2 separate regions of the Rattus norvegicus genome follow, and region 1 is linked to region 2. A link is a contact called in public Hi-C data. All regions are on one chromosome and are shown on one strand. Each heading gives the region's core, a stretch centred on a gene start, on an enhancer-like site or on the middle of the called end of the contact. The rest is flanking DNA. Distances are from core to core; before and after follow the strand shown. Region 1 overlaps Reep1 (receptor accessory protein 1). Region 2 holds the start of Reep1 (receptor accessory protein 1).

Region 1 (5,396 bases), core at 2,185-4,684, 110 kb before region 2:
AGAGGCATTACAATTGAAGTGAAAGAAAAAGACTTTCTCCTAGCATGCCACAGAATGGGGTTCACACAGCTGACCCCAATCCACTGTCCACAGACCCAAGCTTTCCTGTGAGGACAGAGAACTTTCCACTGTCCTTTCACACCACTGTCCCCTCTCATTGGAAGCCCTATTCTTAAATATTTCTAGTCCCTTTGAGTGCCACTTCAAAGCCATTTGCCTACAAGACCCCCTTGACTCTTGCCTCTGCCTGACCACACAGCCACCTTTGTGTCTCGTAGTGGTTTGGTTAGTGTTGTTCATTCATTTGAGACAAAGTTATTCTAAGTAGCTCAGGGTAGCCATGAGATCATTTTGTAGCCCAGGCTGGCCTCAAACTTGGGATGATCCTCCTGCTTCAGCCTTCCAAGTGTAGTGTTGACATTACAAATGTACTCCACACAGGGCTGAATGTTTCTTTGTTTCCCTCCCATATTGGAGCATTGAGCCCAGGGCTCAAACATTGCTAAACAAGTACTCTACCCACAAGATATATACCTCCAGCCCTTTTCCCTCATAGTGCTCTGCATTTGCCCCACAGCAGAGGACTTTGTACCCAAGTCCAGGCTATGGGATATCTCTCTTCACTGCCCATCAGACTGAATTTCCTGAGGCCTGTCTCCCTTTCACCACCATCTCCTGGTGACTGACTGGCTCAGTGCTCCCCCAGACACCTCAGGCCATTGCCTCACTGGTAGGGAATGTTCACTGCTCACGTTTAGATGTTGCCTGAGACCATGGCAATGCAACCTCCCTTTTTAGGTACCTGCCTCTTGGACATTACAGTAATGGAAGCTGTGTGCAAAGCTTTTAAGCCACAGCTAGGTGTGCTGATACAAACCTGTGATCCCAGCATTCAAGAGGTAAAGGCTGGAGCATAAGGAGTTCATGGCCAGCCTCTACTATAGAGAAGGTAGAGGCCAGATTGGGCTATAGAATGAGACTGTCTTAACAACAATAACAATAACAAAACCACAAACAACAACAATCCCTTGGGCTCTGGGCTATTTAGAGATTAAGAGTGAACTCTCCCCATCATGAGGTTTCCCAGATCCTGAGGCCAGATAGGACTCATCCAGTACCCAGCACTAATCCACACTGACTGGTTGAAGACATAGCTCAGTGGTAGAATGTTTGCCTGACACATATGGGTGACCCCCATTTGATCCCCAGCCCTGGAGAAGGGTGGGGAAAGAATATATGGGAGAATATGAAATGATCCATCTCGGCCAGGAATATGAGGAACTCCTACATCTGAGGTGGTTGTAGCTTCCATCTCAGGGTCAATAGGAACGCTAAGACTTAAGGCTTATGAAGGGGAATGTTTGTGAGTATCCCATCCGATTTTCACCAGGGCCTCTAATTTTGTGCGTGACAGAAGTCGTGACTTCTTCACAATGGACCCTCAGGCAAGAAGGTTGAGTAGATAAAGAACCAGAGAGGAACCAAGTAGCTTTTCCCTGAACCTGTGACTAGTAAGTCTCAACCTGTGTCAGCCCAGGAGTCACAAGCATAGTCCTTCTGTTGTCAAAACCCTGTCTATATCCACAATTGGCCATAGTACTACGTATATTGTTTTCTGATAACTTTAAAGAACTGTGGAGCTGGAGAAATAACTCATCTGGTGAGGCACTTGCACACACACACACACACACACACACACACACACACACACACACACACACAGAGATCTTGGCAGGAAGTTGGTGATTTGTCCTACCTGTTTCATGAAGGGAAGTCATTCTTCCTCTAACTACTCGAAGTGTTGTCAGGTATCACAAGTGATGCCATTCCCATCCCCCTGCCCCCCAGATCTCTAGTGCAAATACATGCTCTAGTCCACACCCCAGACACCATGTACCTCCAGGGGAAACTCGGTCCTCCTCGGTGCCTTATATTTGTATATGAACTCCAACAGGTCCTCCTCCTCCTCGTCAGAAAACGCCAGTGGGTTTTGGACCTGGTGGGGCTCCCAAGACTTCACACCACCCTCACTCACATCTCCCTCCACCACTTAATGTCCATCTGACAAAGGAGACAAAGATGGCGGGAAGGGGTCAGTGTAGAAGAGAGCAAGGATGGGCAGAGGGGGAGATTAGGTACACGGCACAGCAAACCTGTTAGGACGGCCAGGGCTCCAGATCTGAAGAGTGGTACTTTAGGGAACTCAGGAAAGTGAAGGTGTCAGTGGAAGACCCAGCAGCTTGTACAGAATGAATTGTAGGCTCAAAGCCATTGAAGGAGGACAGGAGAGGACACGTCCTTAACTCTGAGGCTTGCCATGGACTGATCCTTAGACCTGTGAGTGAGCACCTGAGGAGTGCCCAGGAAAAAGCCTCTCTGAAGACCAGAGTTGTTCCTCTGAGAGGTGATGCTTCCTAAACTACACACAGGCGATGCTGACAGTGCAGCACCCTTGTCTATGCAGCACCAGGCATTCTGTAAGACACAGGATGTAAAATGTAGGCCTAGAGACCCAAAGGGATCATTTTAAGGTGAACTGTGCAGATTTTTCATTTCAAAATACCTGGTGCTAGACAGCAGAGGACCCTCATAGAAATGCGAAATCTGAACTCATCCCCTATCCCACCCGCATGTGACAGCAAGATTCCTACTTCACTCCAGCATTAAGGTGACCCATTGGATGCGGCCATGTTGCTGAGCCAGAATGCCCTAGCTTAGGCAGTCTGTAAATTATTCTCTGCCCTACCCAGTTTATCTGGCATCCACAAACACATCCATGGTTCTGTTCTTGGTGTATTATCTTCATCCAGAACATCGTTCTATTCTTGGTATGTTGTCTCCATCCAGAATTACAGAAGGTAGAGCTAGAGGGTCCACAACTCATCCTGTTTCACAACTCTAAGGTCCACAGACAGAAACCCCAGCTCTTGTTGAGATACAGTGCTGCTGCTTCTAAGTCACATTCAGTCGCAGATCTGGCTCCAATCTTATCACCAGAGGGCTGGTTGCTGTAACTAAGGCTGCAACTAAGCTTTTCCAGTTTCCACTGCTGTGCTCCATGGTAGCCAGCAGGGGGCAGCACGAACACACAGCTGCCATCAGTAGGCCTTGCAGGGCTGAACCGTGGGTGGACAGCAGGGCCTGACATCACAAATTTGCCTTGGATTTTTTTTTTCTCCTTTCTCTTTCTCCGCCCTCCCCCCCCCCCCCGCCCCCGTGCTTCTCTTAGTTTGTTTACTCCAAGTTTTGTTGCTTTCTTGTCCTTTCCTTCCTAAATCAGCTGTTGGACTTGAGAACAGTAAGCCCACCTTTCTTGAACACCCTGGTCTTCCAAAGCTGCCTTTCCCTAGCCCCGAATGATGCTTAGAGTCTATACCCTGCAGCCAGCTCCTGCCATATGCCATGGTTCTCTTGTCTCAGCAGAAAACATCCCGAGCTGTGGGGCTGTGGCTGCTCATCCCTTTTACTCTCTGAGTGTCTGAGGGAGGGCTGGGCACTCAGCTGGCACTGATAGCCCAATAAGCTAAGCAGAAGCCTGCTGCCATCCTAGACGGTTCAGATCTGCTCCACACTGGGGCATGGCACTTACTAACCAGGACATTCCTCTGGATAGGATTCCTCCTGCTTAGTCAGGACCCAAGGCCAAAGTAAATGCAGAAGCATCCTGGTTAGCTCTACCCAGCAAAAAACTGCATCCTCAGGATGGCGTTCCTCACTGGCTGAGTTTAGACCTCTGAACAGGTGTGTGCCCTTAAACCCAGGGCTTTCCCCTGCCAGCTGTCACGGGCAGCATGATAACCCAGAGACACAGCAGGACCCTCGGGTGTGTAATTCCTCAGCCTGCCTTCCAGAGCATACTGAGGCTGAGCATCCAAACCGCACATTAACTACAACAATAACAGGCGTCTCACGAGTGGGCATGCATGCCAATATCCGATCACCGGGAAACAGAGGCACAAGTTTTCTCTGGGTTAGCCTGGGCCACATAGTGAGTTCCAGGCCAGTCTGGGCTCCAGTGTGGAGACTGTGTCTCAGACACAAAAGCAAAATAAAACAAAGAAAGAAACAAAATTCAGTGCCCATCTCAGTACTGAAACTCTTAACAGGGCTTTGTGCACACTCTTCACTGCAACCTTGAACCTTTGAAAAGAGGTAATCCTGTGACTCCCAGGAATGGAGACCATTCCAGATATCTAGGCAGGAGTAGAAGCCTGAACTGATCTGGGCAGAGGGTGGGAGCAAAGGAGGCCAGTGTGGGTGGCTGGGGGACAGAAATAGCTTCAGATGGAAACGACCCAGAACCCCGCCTAAAAACCAGCCCAACTGTTAGAATGGTTCCTGTGTGTCTGTCAAGTGTGCTGTTGGTATTTACCATTTATTTTTACTTTTTTGAATGCTGGAAGTCAAATCCAGGCCGTTGCACATGCTGGGCAAATGCTCTACCACTAAGCTGGGTCCCTAGTCCCTTGTTTGTACAGTCTGTCTCACTCTTGGGGCAGAAAATAACATGGACAGCCACACTTCTGAGTGCCAGTGCACTGTGGATGCTGGTTACTGCTTTCCCTCTTCGGTGGGTGTGAGGAAGGAGCAGGTGGCCTGCACTTACAATTTTCTCCTGATCCTATATACCTTTGATTTACTGTTTCTCTCTCTCTCTCTCTCTCTCTCTCTCTCTCTCTCTCTCTCTCTCTTCCCCTCCCTCCCTCTCCTCTCCCTCCTCTGTCACACACACACACACACACACACACACACACACACACACACACACACACAATCCATACACACATACCTTTTGGAACAAGCAGCAGAATAAATAAGAAATAAGTCACATTGAATTTGTCCACACTGAAGGGTGGTATCAATCTGAGAATCAAGGACAAGTGACTGAGCAGGAAAATACGGAGTGTACCTGTAGATTTTCATAGACTTATGACATAATATGTCCTCTATCTTAACAATGGCTAAGACTCCAAGATCCTGAGAACGTGTTGTGGGTATGTGCTCTCCCATAAGAAGTCTTCCTGACCCTTCAGCAAGGGCACCCCAGGCCTTGTCATGGTTGGGTCAAGGTTGGCAGTTTCTACTTAAAGACAGGGGTCCCAGTTGTCTTCCACAATGGAGCACCTGTGTGTGTTAGTGTCAGCACTGGAGAACTGAAAAGAGGGGCTGGCTTGTCTCAGTCCTTAAAGACCTGAACAGATCTGCCAGCGCCAGGCGCTGAGCCACCCACCCACAGTGCAGCACGACACCCAGGTTAGCATGCATCCCACACGGCACACATTAGTGATGCAAGGCAGCAGATGTGCTGAAAGGACACGCCTGTCTGAACACTTACATCCAGGGTCCCAGCAGTCACCAAGGAGAAAGGAAAGAACATCCTGTTAGAGAAGGGGCTT
Region 2 (5,673 bases), core at 1,023-3,522:
TGTAACGTGTTATTGAAACCTCTGCAACAGCGATGTGCAGCTAATGAGCGTGGGAACTGAGAACTGTTGTAATCAGGGCTCTGAACTAGGATCTGCTGGCAAGAGGCAGAACTGGATTTTGAGCCATTTATTTTCTTGATTCCAAACACAGCATCCCAGCCCCACACCTTGGCACTGCGCCATAAAATGTCCCTTCACCTATTTAGAATGTTGGGCAGAATCAAAATACGTTAGAATAAGCAATATTATTAAAGACTGTAGCTCCTTTATATTCCATGAGATTTCCTTCTGTGACAGAGATGTAGCTGGATTTCGGTTTATTTACACCAGCTGATACTATATAATGGGTATTGTTAATTTGAAATAGAAATGTGATTAAAACTGGTGTTAATAATTCACATTGGGTTTATGTTGAGAATTAGGGACGCGGTTGGACGTATCCCTGACCTTTTCAAGTTGCTTCAAATCCCACCAACCTCTGGTGCCGGCCGGTAGCTGTAGACCGGGAGCAATTCTCAGGGTCATTTAAGTCATCCGAAGTCTCAGTTTTTCAAGGTGTGGTTGCTTCAGAAGGTAGCAACACACTGTTACAACCCCACCCAACATCCCACGTCTTTCCTATGCCCCCTTCAGTTGCCTCCTATGTGGGGGATGATAAGAAAACCAGAATGGTTGCAGGATCCTGGTTGAGGACCTACAGAGAAAGCCCACCAGGCAAGCAAGTGCTCCCTTGCCCCACCCTGAGGTCCTCCAGGGGTCACTAGCAAATCCAAAGATCTCAGGACCCCTTCAGGAAGGAAACTGCCACGGAAGAGAAGACAAGCTTCAGTCAGGCATGAGGCGTGGCAAGGCATTCTGTGGCTTCCCTGTTACTGATGCCAGCCATGCACAGAAATGGGAATATCTTACATGCCACCTGAAGGCACAGGACAACCCCGCAGCTGACAACAGCTGCTGGAGAGACCTTTGTGGAGTAACTTGAAGGGCTTTGGGAGGAACGGGCAGAATGATACCTGGGAGACAATGGCCAGGACTTTAAAGACGGCTACCCTGGACGGCTTCGCAAATCAGCCCAGAAGAGGAGAAGAGACGAATGTGCACTGCACGGTCAAAGGGAGTTAACAGCCCCTCTTTCTTAGACAAAGAAAACGCTGGCCACGTGCTCTTTACACAAGCCTCCCCAGACCCATTTCAGTCCCACGTCCCCTGAGCAGGGGCTAAATCTATCGTCCAGATCCAGGTAGGGAAGGAAAGAGGCAAGAACCTTGGAAATAAAACAAAAGTCCCCACCACACATCCCCCAAGGACTTCAAACAGGCCTCACCCCAGATGACTCTGCTCGCCTGCACCGCCCGGGAGGTGTCACTGCCACCGCCCTTGGGGGGAGGTGGGGTGCTGTCTGTCACTTGGAAATTTCACGGTGCATTCCTTAGAGATGTCTGCCCCGGTCTCTCAAACCCCTGCCAAGGAGAGCAGGCAAGAGGGACGAAGACATCTACTCCAAGGTGCATACTAATCTACTTGCCACCTGCCTTAGCCTCTATTTGAGACACCTAAAAAGGAGTATTTTCCTTACTCCATTGAGTGCCCCACCTCCATCTGGCTACTAGTCTCCGCGAAGACCCCTTCAGGCAGCTCCCCTCGCTTGTCTGGACTGTATGTCATTTTCACCCGACAAAAGCACAGCGTCAGGCAAGCCCAAGGCATTTTCTTCCAAAGGAGAGAGACGCGCGGGCTACCCACTCGGAGCCTCTGCAAATCCGCCCCACCCGGGATGGAACAAAGCAACAGAGACAAGGCAAGATGCCTTGCCCAGCCCCGGTGACTCCACCAGCGTGCGAGGACCCACGCCCCGGTCCCCCTGCAAGGCGCCGCCTGTGCCCGCGGCTACCCATGGGTCAGTAGCGTCGCGCGTCCTACACCGCCTCGCGCTCCCCGCGTCCCCAGGCAGCTACTGTACCTGCTAAATTTAGCGACCGCGGGGTATTAATAGATCTACCGAACCCGGGCTGGTGGTTCGCAGGGGCGCGCGGCCCTAAGGGGACGTGGGGATAGGAGAGAAAGGGAAGAAGGGACACAGGAGAAGAGGCCACTTACACCACCAGCCTGGAGATGATCCACGACACCATGGCGGGCGGGCTGGCTGGCGGGCGCGGCCCGGATTGCTGGGCTGCGGGCGGTGCTGCGCTCCCGACACGTCTGTCTGTCCGCGCACCGCCGCCGCCAGACTGAGCGCACCCGCCCGGCCCGGCCCCGCGCTCGCGCGTCGGCGCAGCCGCGGCTCGTTCCGCCCGCTGCCCCAGCCCCCCGGGGCTCCGCGGGCCCACGGCGATTGGGCGGCTAGCGGTGAGGGCACCCGCGCGACCCGCCCCTGCTCAGTTCGTCCCAGCCCCAGGGCTGCAGCCAGGGCGGGTCCTCCTCCACCCTCCTTGAGAAACCTTGTGGTGCGGTGGCCCAGTGGGCTGGGCCTCTGAACCGCCCCCCCCCCAGGGCTGTTTCACCTTCATTATTACGGTGGGGAAACTGAGGTTTGAATTTGGACTTTGAAATCCTACCTATACCTGTCTGGACGAGGTTCTGTCATTCTTCACTTAGACATGTAATACGCTAGCCTCAGAAGAAACCTGAAGTCTTCAACTGACACCCCATAAGTCATCATTACAGCATCTCAGCAAGTGTCTGCCTACTGGCAACATTAGTGTCCCTACAGGATCCCTTCTCTGCCTGCAACACTATCACCATTCACCACAAGTCCCTTCAGTTCTTTTTACTGCAGATCTCTCTCTCTCTCTCTCTCTCTCTCTCTCTCTCTCTCTCTCTCTCTCTCTCTCACACACACACACACACACACACACACACACACACACACACACACGGACTATCACACAAGTCAGAGGTCAACCTGCAAGAGTCAGTTCAATATAGGTCCCGTGATACCTCCGGTCACCATCACCATCAGACATGGCAGCAGGTACCAGGGAAGCCGTCTCACAGACCCGCACCGTGGACACTCCTTGTCCATCCATGTATTTCTGTCTTTGATTCATCTTCAAGCCTCAGCTACTGGGTTATGAGAGCCACGGTGTACATCATGGCCCAGCAGCATTAAGAGCCATGTGGCATCTCGGGCAAAATGGAAACTGCCTTCAGCTATAAACACATTAATTCCTTTAAAAATGATTGCACCATATAGTATTTGTCCCTTTAAATTTTGCAGCCCGGCTGAGTGACTTGCTTTGCTCACCCTGAGGATGGACCTGCACCAACTTCCACAGCACTTGGAAGCCTTTGTCCTTTAAGCCTGGGCTTTGCTGCTTCCTCCCTCTGGTAGTTTAGGACCCAGTGACTTGCTCTTCTTTGTGGATATTGTGTAAAATTCAGTGCCCAGTACGAGAAATTCTGCAGAGTCCTAGTTTAGCTTTTCCTAAAGGATATCTGCCCAAGATGGTTTCTTGCAGTGGCAAGGTGACCTTGGACCTTGACTGAAAGACACTGAAAAGCAGTGCCTTCTAATGCGATAGAATATGCACGGTGGCATGCAACTATGACTCCAATTCTTGGGAGGTAGAATCGGGAGCCAGGGCTAGAATCCTAAGATCAGTCTCAACCCCCTCACTCCAAACCCAGGATCGGTAATTGACCCTGAAACACTCACCCTCAGGAGGAGGAGACAGGAAGGTGAGTTTAAAGTCATTCTTGGCTATGAAGGGAGTTCAAGGCCAGCCTGGACTACATGATTCTCACTCTCTCTGTCTCTGTCTTTCTCTCATGTGTATCAACATACACTTTCTGATATTAAGGGGCTATGAGAGAGCTGTCTTCTTTGATGTCTCTTTGTCTCTACGTCCTCTTTGTCTCAGAGAACCCATAAAATACTTGTAATATCAAGGGGGTTAATGTAGTGGTGAAGCTGGGGAGCTTGGTCATTTCACTTTGGGGCAGCTGTGAATCTCATGCCCCAAATCACTTCTTTAAAGAATCCTCACACCGCAGGCCACTGTGCATTTATGTATGAGACTACCAGAGAAGCTTCTGTGTCCCAGTGCCCACTCAAGTTACTCAGATTAGGAAATCATAAACCTGCCTGGCCCTGCGTTCCTTAGGGAATATTTGTTATGGCTCCTGCTTTCCTGCTGCCTTGTTTTCCTCTAGTGGTTACATGGCCTGTGCTCTCTCCAGGGTTGAAAACGAATTCTTCCCAAGCTCTATCTTAATTCTCTGGCCTCACCATACTTTACTAAAGATAATAAAATTAGACAGAGAAAGGCTTGGAAAACCTACCAGGCAGTGAAAACCCTAAGGCCAAGCCAGACATGGTGACACATGCCTGTAGTCCCAGAACTCCGGAGGTTGAGGAAGGGACATGGTCATGAGTCTGAGGCCAGCCTAGACTTACAAATGTGAGATTGTGTCTCAAATAACAGAACACCACAGGCAAGTTTGGTATAGCAGTGCACATCTATAATACTATTAGCAACAATAAAATGAACAAAAATTTAAAACCGCAGCAAGGACTGTGTAAAGTTCAGTCACTGAAGTATATGCCTTGCAAGCACAGATCTTGGGTTTGATCCCCAGAAGCCAGGTTACAAATAAAAATCCAGAGATAGAGGCAAGGGAATGGATCCATGGGGGCTTGCTGGCCAACCAGAGCCTAGACTACTTGGTGTGCTCTGGATCAGTGAGGGGTTCTGTCCCCAAAACATGGTGAATGGTATCCAAAGAAAGACACCTGAGGTTTAACTCTGATACACACACACACACACACACACACACACACACACACACACACACACACACACACCATACAGACACCATACATACTCCAAAACCACAGAAAATCAACCAAGCAAGCGTCGTCCCCACACTTCTCTCCATGTTCTTCACCACATATGCTAATAAGATCAGGAGACCTATCAGACATTTGGAGGGATGGAATATTACAGCTTATTAGGGCCTTGGTAGTACAGGCCTACAGGTTCAGCTGTTGAAGAGGCCGAGAAGGGAGGCTTGCAAGATTGAGGCCTTCTTGGACTACTGACAGAGTTCAAGACCAGCCTGGTCAAATTAGTAAGGCTCTTAGTAAAACAACAACGAACTCGGGAGGAGAGACGGGGATAGTTCAGTAGCAGGCTTGCCTAGTATGTGCAAGCCCCGGAGGTCAATCCTTAGTGTTGGAAAGAAGTTTAAATTTTCAAAATCTGTGGATTGAGAAGGTATTCTGAGCGGGGAGACTGTGGAGTGTGCCCCATGCTGTTTCCTTCATGGGCATGCGCAGTGGGTAAGCTTAGGGGGTAAATGGAAAACACGGGTTTGATTATTGTGCTCCACTAGATATTTCCATTATTAAACGAAACTCTTAAGTCTGGAGGAATGGGCTAGAAAATCAGTGGAACCACCCAAGTTTTCTTCAATAGTCAGGAGGTCTTGTTCCATTGAGTAAGGCAGAGTGATAAGCAGGAAGAGAGAGAACCGGAGACAGGAAGAAAGTTACTTTTTGTTGCCTTCCATTTCTCTGAGCAAAAATGTTGCACATACTGCATCTCTCCATCCGGGACCTGTTGGTTTGTCCTTGGTCATAGCCCTGGAAAACGCTGAGACCAGGCAAGAGTTCATCTTCTAGACAATGGGGCTCTCAGGCCGCTATCAGTTGGCTTGCTTTGAATTTCTTGT

What was found. A called contact is a pair of places that touch in the nucleus more often than the background predicts.
Region 1: a Hi-C map of frontal cortex shows a contact between it and region 2, with 1.9 times the contacts expected there. The contact joins the enhancer-like site here to the promoter of Reep1 in region 2. A contact is called at or near these places in 2 of 12 Hi-C or Micro-C datasets (frontal cortex and psoas muscle).

The regions. Positions count from the first base shown.
Region 1 is chr4:105,411,804-105,417,199 of GRCr8, reverse strand. The region is part of intron 6 of Reep1 (receptor accessory protein 1); the gene reads right to left. Among named protein-coding and RNA genes, the nearest start is that of Mrpl35, 17 kb to the left of the region's middle. Within about 2 kb of position 3,434, at least 20 of the 93 cell types and tissues checked have an H3K27ac peak or open chromatin away from gene starts, as enhancers often do.
Region 2 is chr4:105,300,981-105,306,653 of GRCr8, reverse strand. Reep1 (receptor accessory protein 1) reads right to left here and starts at 2,272. Exons shown (of 7, transcript NM_001108633.1): 1 at 2,098-2,272. The coding sequence starts at 2,129.